Linked DNA regions of Mus musculus: regions 2 and 3 are each linked to region 1. A link is a contact called in public ChIA-PET and HiCAR-type data. All regions are on one chromosome and are shown on one strand. Each heading gives the region's core, a stretch centred on a gene start, on an enhancer-like site or on the middle of the called end of the contact. The rest is flanking DNA. Distances are from core to core; before and after follow the strand shown. Region 1 holds the start of 1700063D05Rik (RIKEN cDNA 1700063D05 gene). Region 2 holds the start of Sorl1 (sortilin-related receptor, LDLR class A repeats-containing). Region 3 overlaps Sorl1 (sortilin-related receptor, LDLR class A repeats-containing).

Evidence for each region. ChIA-PET counts read pairs in DNA pulled down with a chosen protein or histone mark. HiCAR-type assays count read pairs that join an accessible place to other places.
Region 2: a contact with region 1 is called in a HiCAR-type map of astrocytes, with 2.6 times the contacts expected there. The contact joins the promoter of Sorl1 here to the promoter of 1700063D05Rik in region 1. A contact is called at or near these places in 4 of 39 promoter capture datasets (the 3T3-L1 cell line, hippocampal neurons, liver and 1 more), 2 of 484 Hi-C or Micro-C datasets (both in CD4 T cells) and 1 of 115 datasets of contacts at active chromatin or transcription factors (astrocytes).
Region 3: an RNA polymerase II ChIA-PET map of memory CD8 T cells shows a contact between it and region 1, with 25 read pairs. The contact joins the enhancer-like site here to the promoter of 1700063D05Rik in region 1. A contact is called at or near these places in 1 of 39 promoter capture datasets (pre-B cells) and 4 of 115 datasets of contacts at active chromatin or transcription factors (double positive thymocytes, embryonic limb bud, large pre-B cells and 1 more).

The regions. Positions count from the first base shown.
Region 1 is chr9:41,203,913-41,208,211 of GRCm38.p6, reverse strand. 1700063D05Rik (RIKEN cDNA 1700063D05 gene) reads right to left here and starts at 2,057. Exons shown (of 5, transcript NR_040392.1): 1 at 1,883-2,057.
Region 2 is chr9:42,122,220-42,126,518 of GRCm38.p6, reverse strand. It overlaps Sorl1 (sortilin-related receptor, LDLR class A repeats-containing), which reads left to right and starts at 2,222. Exons shown (of 48, transcript NM_011436.4): 1 at 2,222-2,690. The coding sequence starts at 2,406.
Region 3 is chr9:42,030,165-42,034,463 of GRCm38.p6, reverse strand. It overlaps Sorl1 (sortilin-related receptor, LDLR class A repeats-containing), which reads left to right. Exons shown (of 48, transcript NM_011436.4): 19 at 808-899; 20 at 2,549-2,795; 21 at 3,447-3,585. Gm16214 (predicted gene 16214) reads right to left here. Exons shown (of 5, transcript NR_165259.1): 3 at 2,703-3,147; 4 at 398-1,118. Among named protein-coding and RNA genes, the nearest start is that of Gm16214, 9.7 kb to the right of the region's middle. Within about 2 kb of position 1,818, at least 41 of the 459 cell types and tissues checked have an H3K27ac peak or open chromatin away from gene starts, as enhancers often do. A contact at or near this core is called in double positive thymocytes and memory CD8 T cells, where this site is marked.

The DNA of each region.
Region 1 (4,299 bases), core at 808-3,307:
GGGAGCAGTTGTGGAAGGAAAACCATGATCAAAATGTATAATATGAAATTTTTCAATGAAAATAAAATTAGCAATCATACATTGACTCTGTATTTGGGATTTTTGTGCAGTTTTCTTGTTTGCTTGCTTGCAATTCATGGTAACTTGGAAGCTCTGTTATAAACTGCAGGTAACACTTTGCCCACTAGATGGCAGCGCAGCGCTGTCGTTACTTCCTGACAGGCTACCTTTGCTGTCTACGCATTTGCCTTACATAAAACGCCCAGTAAATCTTTCAAAAAAAAAAAAAAGCCAGTCTTCTTTAAATCTCCCTAAGAATATTTCAACCCAAGATACTGTACACCTCTTCCTAGAAATGACTTTCTACTGTAGCTGTTTGGGTGACTTTTTATAATTATGCTATATATTAATAGCACGAAACCCTATAACCTAGCTATTCTGAGGGATGGTTAGACATTGTGAAGAAAGAAGACAAAGGAGTCCTAAAGGCTCATTTTTGCCGTTTCGAAGGTCGTCACCACCACCTGACCGAGACGTGGGCATGCGCAGTTTCGGTTCTGAGTGTGTCTTAAGCGGACGCACAGAGTGACGTAACTCCTTAAAGAGAAGCAACGACGAGCTCAGCGCTGCCACCCAGTGGCGCCAGCAGCTCTTCATTTCCAGGCTTGTATAAACCAGACTTAGTCCTGTGGAGCATCTGGTCCACAAATCCTCTCAAAGGATCAAATCCTCTCTTCACAGTCCGTGTGTCCTTTTGGCGACACGGTGAGAACTCCTCACCTCCGCCTCCCCAGGAGTTGTCTGTGTCTAACATCAAGGCCCTCTCTTTTTCCTGACAATGACGCGTTCCGGAAGGAATCCTGGGCAGCCTTGGGTTTTCTCTCTAGAGCTCCCAGGCACTGGTCCTCCAGCTGGAAGCCTGGGGTTCAAGGGAAAGCTTTGAAGAAGGAAGCAGACATGTTCTCTCTAAGCAAGAGCAGCACAATTTTCTAGGGGAGGGCCCAGTCACAGTTGCACACAGACTGAATGCTTAGAATTGGGTTTATGTGACAGTAAAAGAATAAATTGTACCTAACGAATGAATCCCATCTGGCAAAACAACGGAGTTCTCTTCTCTTAGTTATTTACAAAATAAAACAACAACAACAAACGGGGGCTGGGGCGTATTTCCAGCACAGAAATATTCCCAGGACAGCCCTGCAATGCAGTCGCTATACAACATCAGCAAAATGTCCAGGAGTGCTGTGCCCTTTCTAATGCTCCGCTGTCTGCTAGGGCACCCCAGGACCTTCTGCTCAGAAGGGAGAGAATTCCCTTGAATCGCATCTCTGGAGTTCTCCTTTTCTCAGTTGCCCCTCCCACCCCCTACTGTACATCCCTAATACAGTCATTCTCTCCCTCTGCTCTCTCCAATGTCTACCTTGAGTAGCTCTCTCCCTCTTTGTCCTCGGCAATTAGACGCGGGGGCGGCAGTAATGACGTTCTACGATGCCTTATGACACGGGTCTTTCTCCCATTTCATTGACTCCCAAATTTGCTCATCTATTGAAATCACTGGGACGCCTGGTGTGGAGAAACTTAACTATAATCCCAGGACTTGGGATGCTGGGGCTGAAGGATCAAGTTTAAGGCCAGAGTGGACTAACATTGTGACACACAGTTTCATAAAGAGCAGAGCAGGGTTAAAAGGCTGAAAATAAAAAACAAACCAAGGATTAAGTCAACGCTGGGAAATCGCTCCTCTGCCCATGCTACCCAGCATTCATGCAAATCATCTTCCACCCATCTTCCACGCTTGGGACAGCCCCGCCTAAATAGACGGGCATCTCCATTTCTTCCTCCTGTACATAAAGTGAGTTATTAGCCTGTAACCTAAACTCACTTCAGCTCAAACACTGTCCAAACTCTTCAAACATTGACATCATATAGAAACACAGCTTCTCCTCTGAAAGCCCAGATCTCCTTACGGGAGGTCGAGTTGCTGGGTTTTATAATAACCTAGGGAGGAGCATCTTGTTTTAACTGCAGGGACCCAAGCAAGACAACAAACTACAACTAAGGACCTTCTTGATTGTGACCCAGTCTCACAGAATCTGGAATTTTCAGTGCAGCCTGATAGCTAAACTCCTCTATGATGCAGCCATTGAGGGAAACAGAATAAAAGCCGTTAGACTGGACTCCTAAGAGTCCTTGGGCCCTGGATTTCCTACAGCAGATGCTTAGCTCTTTAAGACTGTAAGGTTAGACTACATCCTGGCTCAGGCCAATTCAGGGACACTGGCAGGCACCCTGCTGGGACACTGTTTGTGAATTCTAAGCTAGCTGGGCTTTCCTTGAGGCACCTCACCTGGGAAGTAAGTTTATATCAAAAGTTGTGCCAATCCTTTTCACCATCTCTTTCCCAGGCTCCTACCTGGGTACCAAGCAGCCTGGCTGCAGGCTCTTGGTGTGAACTTTCCACATCCCCAAGAGCTGAAAGAAGTGGATTCTACCAAGTGGGCTCTGCTTCTCTTCAGAGACCCCACTATGCTGTTTATCCCTGATGCTGGGACATGAACTCTCTCAGAAGCCCCTGCCTTGCTGCCACCCTCTGTCTGTCCATGGTGCTAGTAACAATCATAGTAAATGTGTTAGCCCCTAATCTGCTTCAGTGTCCTGAGCCCACCCCCACCCCCGCATCCAGAGTCACAGCCTCCATCCCTGCCCCAGCTCTCCCTCAATAAAGCCTGTTCTCCACAAGGGGGCAGAGTTTGAACCCAAATCTTGGGTCTTGCCGGTGCCCACCTGCTTGGCTTCTCACATTCTTAGAGATTATTCCCTGGATCCCTTTGTGTCAGCTCACTAATGCTGTTATTCTTGGTCAAAGAGTCCTCTAAACCAACCCCGAGACCATGTATGGCTTACATGTTCCACTAGGCCTCAGACACAAGGAGCAACTAGTACAAGACTCCTTTCTCACAGATTGCAGAGCTTGCTGTAGACCTTTGCCAGACTTACCCTATATCAGCACCAGCTAACCCTGAAGTTACCCTGCAATATTACTGTGTAGTGACAACTGGAGTCCCAGTCAGTGTTCTGCGTAACGTTCTGTTGCTGTGATAGACACCAGGACCAAAAATGAGTTGGGGAGGAAAGGGTTTATTTTAACTTGTAGGTCACTGTCCATCATCAAAAGGACAGATGTTGCCGGTGGGACTGAAGCAGAAGCCGAGAAAGCAGTGCTCCACCATCTCAACCCCAGGCTCATCTTCAACTACATTTCCCATACAGCCAAGCTTCTTATCCTAGAATCACCCAGTTCTTTCTTTCTTTCTTTCTTTCTTTCTTTCTTTCTTTCTTTCTTTCTTTCTTTCTTTCTTTCTTTCTTTCTAAGATTTTATTATTATATCTAAGTACACTGTAGCTGTCTTCAGACACACCAGAAGAGGGCATCAGATCTCATTACGGGTGGTTGTGAGCCACCATGTGGTTGCTGGGATTTGAACTCAGGACCTTCGGAAGAGCAGTCAGTGCTCTTAACCACTGAGCCATCTCTCCAGCCCCCATCCAGTACTTCCACTGTTACGATGTTCAGGTTGGTCTGGTGCTGCTATGTATTCAGATGCTAAATACTGGCCCCCAAGACCTGGTTGCTCTCAATGAGCAGATCCTTATGTCCACCAAGTGATGCTCTGTAAACTCTGCTTATTTGCTTATATGTAAACTTTTGTTTTATTCTCTGACTAGTTAGAGAAATGGCTGAGGAGATTCTCTGGGGAGAATAGAGGTAGTCGGGGTTTTGATTACCAGGCAGAGAGTCGCAGGTTGGAACCACAAGGAGAGAGAAGAGGAGGAAGGAGGAGAAAGAGAAAGAAGATGGAGAGAACAGGAAGTGTCCATTAGTCAAAATGGACCAGGAGCACACGGCCAAGTGAAATGCCCACTGAGGACAATGATGGAGCAAAAGTGACACGGGAAAGACTCAAACTGCAATTATTTGGGGAGAACGGTTGGGAATTAACCAGTCTAGAATATAGAAAAATAAATTAGGGGTAATTCACCCAGTAATTGTGCTAAGGCTGATTAAATAAATCTACCATACTCAATCTCCATTATTGCGGGGAGGTCATATTGAGAACTACAGAGTTAATTGATAACTTTTAAAGCAATATTATGGCTTCTATAATCTTCCTGCTCCTGTTTCCATCCCCTACAGCTACCCCACCCCCATCAACCCCACCTGATCTCAAAGCACAATCGGCCTTGCAGAAGATGGCTGGCTCTGCTTGCTCTTGGCTCCTTGGACTGACAGCATCTACC
Region 2 (4,299 bases), core at 973-3,472, 920 kb before region 1:
ATTTTATAGGTGAGAAAACGGAAGCTCCAGGGAGGGCATTCAGCCAAGTCCCCATAGCTAGAATTGGGCCTTTGCCTTAAAAAAATTCAGTGTGCTTTCTTTCTCCTGTGCCCCATGGTTCTGCAGCCCACGGTCTCCCCGAGAGCCGACTATCCACCTAAGAATGGCTTAGAATGTAGATAATGATTAGAGAGGAAGGCATTCGAGGAGTAAATTAACCGTGTTCAAGCATTCTTGCCAGTTTTATAGCATTGAAATTACAAATCCAAATCAAAATGAGCAAGTAGCTGGTCCTGCCCTACTAATCCTTCCACGCAAATTGCCACCTGAAGCTGAAGCCAGCAGTTCACAGGGGCAGACCGCTTTGTCTTCCACACAACAACTAGAAGCCGCTTGGGGTTGTTTTCTGCTGAGAGCCTAACTCATCGAAGATGGTTCTCATTAAAGATAGCCTGACAAACAACCGATGATCAAATCTCATGCAGGGTGTTCTGACTGTAGGCTGTTCCTTTAGTCTTCTCCTGGGAGTCAAAGATGGCAGAGGTGCTGATGGTTCAGTGGCTGTGAGTTAGGTGGCTCAACAATCATCTGAGTTGGGGAGGGAAAGGGTTGTGGGAGGGTGGGAGGCTGCAGAACCTCAGCTGGGGCGGGTTGAGGGAGATGAAGGGATGCTGGCATTCTTTCACAGGTGATAGTCATATTTTGAGCTCATAGTTACAGAGGCTGGGAGGGAAGTCTGTGAGCATGGCGTTGGCACCTTCTCAGCTTCCAGCAAGAGCCGGATGCTGCTTCAGCTCATAGGAGGTCTAGCTGTTTTAGAGATAAAACAAGGAGGGCTCCTTGCTTTATGAGAACTGCTTTAGGCGGAGCTAAAGTTCAACTGCTCTACCCACTGTTCTTGGGAGAACAAACTTACTCCACTGAGAAAGGCCCGGTTCCTCTCAATAGCATAATCAACCCTTAAAGGCACCCACCACAATGGCAATACACTTCAACCCAGGGACAAACCCAGTTCAGATCATGACAGGTTCTGGCGGGTTGCCCAAAGCGGTATAGATTGGAGGGAGGGAGGAACGAAGGAACTAGATTAGGCTAACTAGACTGAAGTTGAATGGCAAGTAAACAAGAGACAGAACCAAGCTCCGGGCTTGCTGAAGTGGCAGAAAGGTGTGTGTGTGTGTGTGTGTGTGTGTGTGTGTGTGTGTGTGTGTGTGTGTGTGTGTGTGTGTGTGTGTGTGTGAGAGAGAGAGAGAGAGAGAGAGAGAGAGAGAGAGAGAGAGAGAGAGAGAGAGAGATCGAGAGAGATCACCTTCCCTTCTCTAAACCAATGGACGGCTTTGAGTCATCCCAATAACCAGGACTGGAGTCTGGAGAGACCTAGGATGAAATACAGGTTAATACTTAACTGCTCCCACCAGCTGGGGGAAAAATGTATAAAAGCGGTTACAATCTGGCTCTTGGAGCTGATTTTAAGGTGCATTGAAAGTGCACCCCGTCTTTGGGCATCTGATTCCTCCAGTACATGAGCAGTCTTTACAGCCTTTACAACTAATGGTGTTTGGTTGAAACACACATCTTAGCTCTGAGAGTGGCTCAATGCTGGAACATCTTAAGGGACCAAAGCAGGAGGCTGGTAGGGCCCTGGGCCATGCCTAGTGTAGTTGTCCAGGTGGAGCAAGTATAGCCTAGGTTTTACTGCTTCTGGGCAGGGTGTTTGTCTGCTATACTCTGCTGGACGCAGGGGCAGTTAGTTCAGCTTGATCAAAGGTAGTTTGAGCTGTAGCCATTTCAAGCGCATTTCTGGTAGTTGAAACCACGTAAGTTTCACAAACCAGCAGGTTCATCTTGACTTACTTTGTTGGTGTGCTAAGGGCCAGTTCTGTGGTTTGCTTTCCATTGGAGGTGAACATGAGGCCAAGGCCCAGGAAGGTGGTTGAGTGGCTGCACAAGGTGCAGAGACTGATGGCAGTTTGGGGCGACCAGGGTACCCCAGGAGCCCATGGAGTAGCTAACTCAACCCGGGGAAATAGAGCACGGCGCCCACGCAACTCTTCACTGCGGTAGGGAGGGCGAGGTGTGCGCGAAGGGGACCACGGTGCCCTCAGGCGGGCGCTCCCTGCCTTGACTTCCCCATCCCAGGGGGCGGGGCCGCAGTCGCAGCGAGCGGAGAAAGTGCGCGAAGGGGGACGCGCTGCGAGCTCACACGTGACGGCACGGCGCCGAGCGAGCGGGACCCGGCGGCGGCGGTGGCCGTGGCTGCGGTGGCGGGCGCAGCGGAGCGGCCCGGGCGGCTTGGAGCCCCGGGAGCGGCGCGCGCGGCCCCGGCCCTGGCCCCGCGCTGTCCCGGCGCGCGCTGCACATTCTCTCCTGGCGGCGGCGCCACCTGCGGGAGCGTTCGCCCGAACATGGCGACACGGAGCAGCAGGAGGGAGTCGAGACTCCCTTTCCTATTCGCCCTGGTCGCGCTGCTACCCCGCGGGGCTCTCGGCGGGGGCTGGACGCAGAGATTGCACGGTGGCCCGGCGCCCTTGCCCCAGGACCGGGGCTTCTTCGTGGTGCAGGGCGACCCGCGCGATCTCCGGCTAGGAACGCACGGGGATGCCCCGGGGGCGAGCCCGGCGGCCAGGAAGCCACTCAGGACCCGGCGGAGCGCTGCTCTGCAGCCCCAGCCTATCCAGGTGTATGGACAGGTGAGCACTTCTGCAAGCCACCTCCTTCCAGCCCCTTTCTCTCCCACCACTTCCTCACCCCCGCACCCATCCTTTGCAGTCGCTTCCCAGGTGCTGGCTCCGCTTGGGGACTTCCCGGCTGGCATGTTTGTTTCATTTCTTTTTCTTCTCCTTTCCCCCTGTACATCACATGAGTACAGCCGTCAGCACTCTGGTCGCATAGATCTTTTTTCTTTTTCCTCCTTTCTGTCGATTTTAGCAGATGTGTTCCAGGTAACTGGAAGGGTGCAGAGCCTCTCTTCCCTAGCCTGTATGCAGACAGACTAGGGTAGTTTCTGGCAGGATTTTGAGGGGTACAGCATAAATTTTACATCTGGATAAAAACGGGCATAACCCCCCTCCCTTCCACCCCAACTCCCGTACCATCCTTTGGCAGCGGGAGCGAGAATCCTGCAGTTGTAAAGCACTTAAGCAGAATTGCAGAGGAGGGCATGCCATGTTTATTCTCATGAACCCCAGTAAAGGTGGGCAACTCTCAAAGCGCTACGAATGCCCCTTGTGTACCCAGTAGACATATGTGTGCGTGTGAGCTCGTGAATATCTGCGTGTAAGGCTGGATTCTCTTCGTTGGGAGTACAGCACATCAATCCGTCCCCTTTCCATCCCAGCCCTTCAAGGTGATGGCTTTATTTTAGATAGAAACTATCTCTTATGACACTTGGGATTTGAGACTACTGCAAGAAATTTGCTGGGCTTAATATTCATTAAAGGATTTATTTCTATCCAGGCAATGGGTTTATTAGGTCATAAGTAACACACATTTCACTCATGGCCCCCACTGACTGCTGGGTTGCCAAGTTGAATTTGTCCCCCTTCGTATCAGCGCTGGTGGAATCAATTTGCCCGTATTATTGTCTACTCAGAGACTCCCAGTCCTTCAGTTAAGATTGACATCAGCAAAACTAGAAGGTCGGTGGGAGAGAAATGGTGGGCCTGATGGAGCTGACCAACACAACCATGTCCCAGAGCGACTGTTGCTTTCTAAAGTACAAATTAAGTGATTAGCTGGGGGTTCTGCCTTTCTTCACTGATTTTGGCTATAGCAAAGTCTTCCTTCAGGCCATACATAGAGTTAAGCAATCAACTCCTGGAGCCAGAAAGCGTCTCATAAAACATGCCACCCTATTGTGTCACCCTATTGTGTCACGTTTTGAGTGAAGAAACCCAAACTGTGACAGGTGCGATGACTGGTCCAAGGTCACGCAGGAAAGGGCTGTGAGCACTGTAGTTCTCTTGCCTGCATGGTCTCACTGACCTTTGGGTGCTGGGAGGTGGGGGGTCACCTTGTCTCTGCTCAGTGCTTCCTAAACATCTCCTTTCTAAAATAAAATGTATATATCGTTATGAAGACAGAGGGGCGGTTGTGTGTGGGTGGGAGTAGCTGACATCTGCCCACCACCAGACCACTTGCCCCTGGGCAGGAATGTATACCAGATGACCTGTAACTGCTTGATGGTGTATGTATGTGCGTGTGCGTCTGTGTGTACGTGGTGTGTGCAGCGCTTAGACTCCTGAAGCCCACCTGCCCTGTTTTGGGCCCAGATCCTTGTGCCCCCCTTTTCATCCCCAT
Region 3 (4,299 bases), core at 569-3,068, 830 kb before region 1:
AAAAGACCAGCTGGAGATACACAGAGATCTTGTCTTAAAGCAAACAGAAACCACACAAAGGAAGCAGCTCAGTGGAAAGGAGACAAAGAAACCTGTCCTTCTGCTAAGAACAGGAAGCAAGTCTCTCGATCGATCGTGTGCTTGGGGAGTGGATAACGTGGAGAGGGAAGAGAGTGGGGAAGCTTCTGGGGACTCCCGAGTTGAGCCTGATGCCGGAGGGGAATCCTCTCAGGACCCTGGCAGAAGTGGTTGGCATATAGAGTCGTTCTGTCAGCCCTCCAAATCTGTGGTTTCATATCCACGAATCGAAAATAGTAAAAAACAAAACAAAACAAAACCAAGACAGTACTGAGTGTGCAGACATCTTTTCCTGTTGTTCCATTCCTGAGCAACTCACCTACTACTTAGCACCAGCACTGTCGTGGGAATTACAGGTGATCTAGGGGTGGCTTAGAACAGGCAGGAAGCTGTGTGAGGGTTGTATGCAAGCACTGAAGCGTTCTTGGACTCCAAGGGACCACAACAGTCACCTTTGCGCAAGTTGTCATGCTCCGGGGTTGGCGTCAGAGAGCACACAGCTCTAGCTGCTCCTTCGGCCCACGTGGGAATTATCTCAGCCAGGGACACGATGAGTGCCTTCTGATTGGGAATCAAGGCGGGCTCCCCAGTGGTTCTAGAATGAGACCCGGGAGTAGAGGGCAGGTGTGGAGAGTGTGCCAGAGGCAGGGCCCCTGGAGGGCTTTGGTTTTGTGGGCTTTGTAAGGAATTTAGATCTCTCTCCTTCCCCCACCCCCTTTGTTTTGTCAGGTAGCTAATCCAGATGGTGACTTCCGACTGACAATCGTCAATTCCTCTGTGCTTGATCGACCCAGGGCTTTAGTCCTTGTACCCCAAGAAGGGTAAGTGTTCCTTACGGGGAGTCAGCGTCACGCCCACTGCTGTAAGAGATGCTCATGAAAGTGAAAATGTGAGGCCAGGTTTCTGCTTCTGGTGATCATGGGGGAGATAACCTGTTGACTGAGGCTCTTGAAGCCATAGCTTGCTTGTCGTGGTCCGATAACTCTGTGTGTTTCATTAGAAAGCATCCGACTCTCTTATGGTCTCCAGATGTCTCACATCTGTGGGGTGTTTCAATAGAAAAGGTAACATGAAAGAGAGTCTTTGTAAACCAGTCAGGCCACTGATAAATTGTAAGGATTTTTTTTTTTTTTAATCTCGAGTTCCGTGAATCTCACAAACATTTAATTCGACCAGTCACTCTCACACACAGAACTCCCAGCGTGTGCAAGTTTTCTTACTTAAAATTACTGTGCACTTGGGGTACGCACGACTGCTTTTCACTAACTCCTTCATCACAGCAAAAATTACTAAGAAGGAAATGCTGTGCTAGCTTTTCTTTCTGTGTGTATTTATGATTGAGAATTAACACTATTCTTAAAAGGACACTCTAAAAGAAATCTATGGGCTTGGTTGCAGATATTAAAAGAGAAGACCTTGAAAGGATGCTTAAGTCTGCCCTGTTCTCATTCGTCACCCTTCATCCTCCTACATCCTCGGGATGCAATCACATCACTGTTACGTAATAGTCAGCATTACTCATGCATAATAGCCACAATTAATTTTTTGCTTGCATTATTCAGAGTCTTTTTACTGGTGTTCAATCATGATCATTAAATACAGCGCCCCTTAGTGACACACACGACTTGTCAGATAGAATCAGTCTGTTTGTGATTTCCTGCCAGTCAGCGGACATGCACATTGAGTGACAGCGGCTTATCAGAGCACACACAGCGGTTTAGTTGCTTCGGTAAGAACATGGATGAAAACCGAGGTGGCAGGAAGGAGTTTATTTTGCTCGCAGGTTATACTCCCTCCCTGAGGCAGTCTGAGGTAAGAACTGAAACAGAGACCACACTTACTGGATTGCTCCCAGTGGCTTGCTCAGCCGGCTTCCTGCCCAGGGTGGTACTGCCCACAGAGGTTTGGACCCTCCTGTATCAATCATGAATCCAACAACAACAACAACAACAACAACAACAACAACAACAACAACAACAACTGGCCCACAGATTTTCTCCAGGCCAGTCTGATAAAGGCAGTTCCTTAATTGAAGTTTCTCCTTCTGAGGTGACTCTAGTTTGTGTCATTGTCAAAAACTAAGTAGCACATACAATAGATAGATTTCAAACTATTTTGGATACAATATTCTGGGGGCATTGCAGTAGGTATATTCTATTGTATAATACTACATATCACTTCCTCTGCCAATTAGCATTTAGATTAGCATGCATATATGTGGATCTCTTTGTATAGTATTGGAATAATGTGATTATAGGCAGACTTCAGTAGGTGAATTTTTGAGTCAAGTTCAACTACATTTCTGAATGAATCTCAAATATAGATGGTAGTAATAATGAGTGACTGCATGTCAAATATAGACAGGCAGTAGTGATAATGATGGCTTTGAGAGGTTACTTACCTCTGAGACGTAGAATCAAGGCTGGCCTGTGTCGTTCTGATGAGATTGTGTGGTCCCTGTATTGACCAGGGTGATGTTCTGGACTGACTGGGGGGACCTGAAGCCTGGGATTTACCGGAGCTACATGGACGGCTCTGCTGCCTACCGCCTTGTGTCAGAGGACGTGAAGTGGCCCAATGGCATCTCTGTGGACAGCCAGTGGATCTACTGGACGGATGCTTACCTGGACTGTATCGAGCGCATCACTTTCAGTGGCCAGCAGCGTTCAGTCATCCTTGACAGCCTCCCACACCCCTATGCCATCGCTGTCTTTAAGGCGAGTCCTCACGCGCAGTCTGCCAGAGACGGGGAAGCACGTGGCTAGGCGGAGAGCTGAGGCCTGTTGGGCTGTTGCAGTTGGCCAGAGGCCTTAAAAACGCCGTGCCTTCAAATCTGCACAGACTTGTTTGCATCCTTCATGGAGAGATGTAGGCTTCTACCACTGCTTACGTTTCAAAAGGTTGGAGGTTGAGGTCTCCTCCTCTGAGTGAATCTCTTTCCTTTTCAGGGCCTGTGGCCTTGTTTCAGTTTCGCATCTTCATCCCTTGCTTCTCTCCCTGCTGACTGATGCTGTGTGCCATCTATATAACCTTCCAGTCGTTCTCACCCTAGGGAGCAAATGCATCTACCTAGAATGGAGAAACATATTTCAAAACTAAGTCACCCTCCCTCTCCCCCCCATCCCCCACACACACCATGGTCCAACTAAATGAGTACTAGATAGCCTTTTCTAGGTCATTTCTTCCTGAGGGCCGTTGGTGAGGTTTCAATAAAACCACTGACATTTGCACTTAAGTGAAACTTTGACTCGGCCTGTTATTCAGTAATTATCTGTTGTCCCTGCGTAGTGGTGGGATGGAGTGCCCCTTGTCTTCATGAAGTGTCCCGAAAGCAGGACCATTGAACTAGATTAAACATTTCTCTTTAGAATGAGATCTACTGGGATGACTGGTCACAGCTCAGCATCTTCAGAGCTTCGAAGCACAGCAGATCCCAGGTGGAGATTCTAGCAAGCCAGCTCACGGGCCTCATGGACATGAAGGTTTTCTACAAGGGAAAGAATGCTGGTAAGGCCGTGTCCCCTTCTCTCTCTCTCTCCCCAGACTTGGTCTCTAGAAAGGGGCTGCAAATGGGCAATCCCCGCTCAGAGCAGGATCTGGCAGTGTGCCTCTCTGTTGTCACAACAACATGCACATTATTTAATTTCTTCCTAATGGCATCTTAATTTCTTTTCTAATGATACACAAACAGCTGGAAGACAGGGAGTCCTGCCTGCCTGGAGTGCGGGTGCTTAGTGAGTGATTACCAGTCTTCCTGCCCTTGGCTCCTCAGTGATGGGTGGGATGGGCTTTTGGGTCCAGCCGCAAAGAGAGGACCATAATGTGCTTAATCTTTGGCACGTTCACAAGGAATGGCGCATGCTGGGTTCTCAGATGCTTGCTTGCCCAGCTGCTTCGGTGTCCATTGAACATACCTACTTCTGTGGCCACACTGTGTGCAGGCTTTTTTCATTCATGATCCACGCTGAATGTGTGAACCTCAGGAAATGAATGTCTTGTTTTCTCTTCTCAATGTTTTACCAGTGCCTAGCACTTAGTAGGTGTCTAGTTTTTCTTCGTGGAAAGAAGGGATGAGCAGAGTTTATTTTTATGTAGAAAGGAATTCTCACCTTGCAGCTCAGACTAGCCTGAAACTCACTGTGGAGCCCAGGCCAGCCCCCCACCCCCCCTGCCTCAGCCTTCCAAGTGCTGGAATTACAGGTGTGAGCCATCATGTCTGAT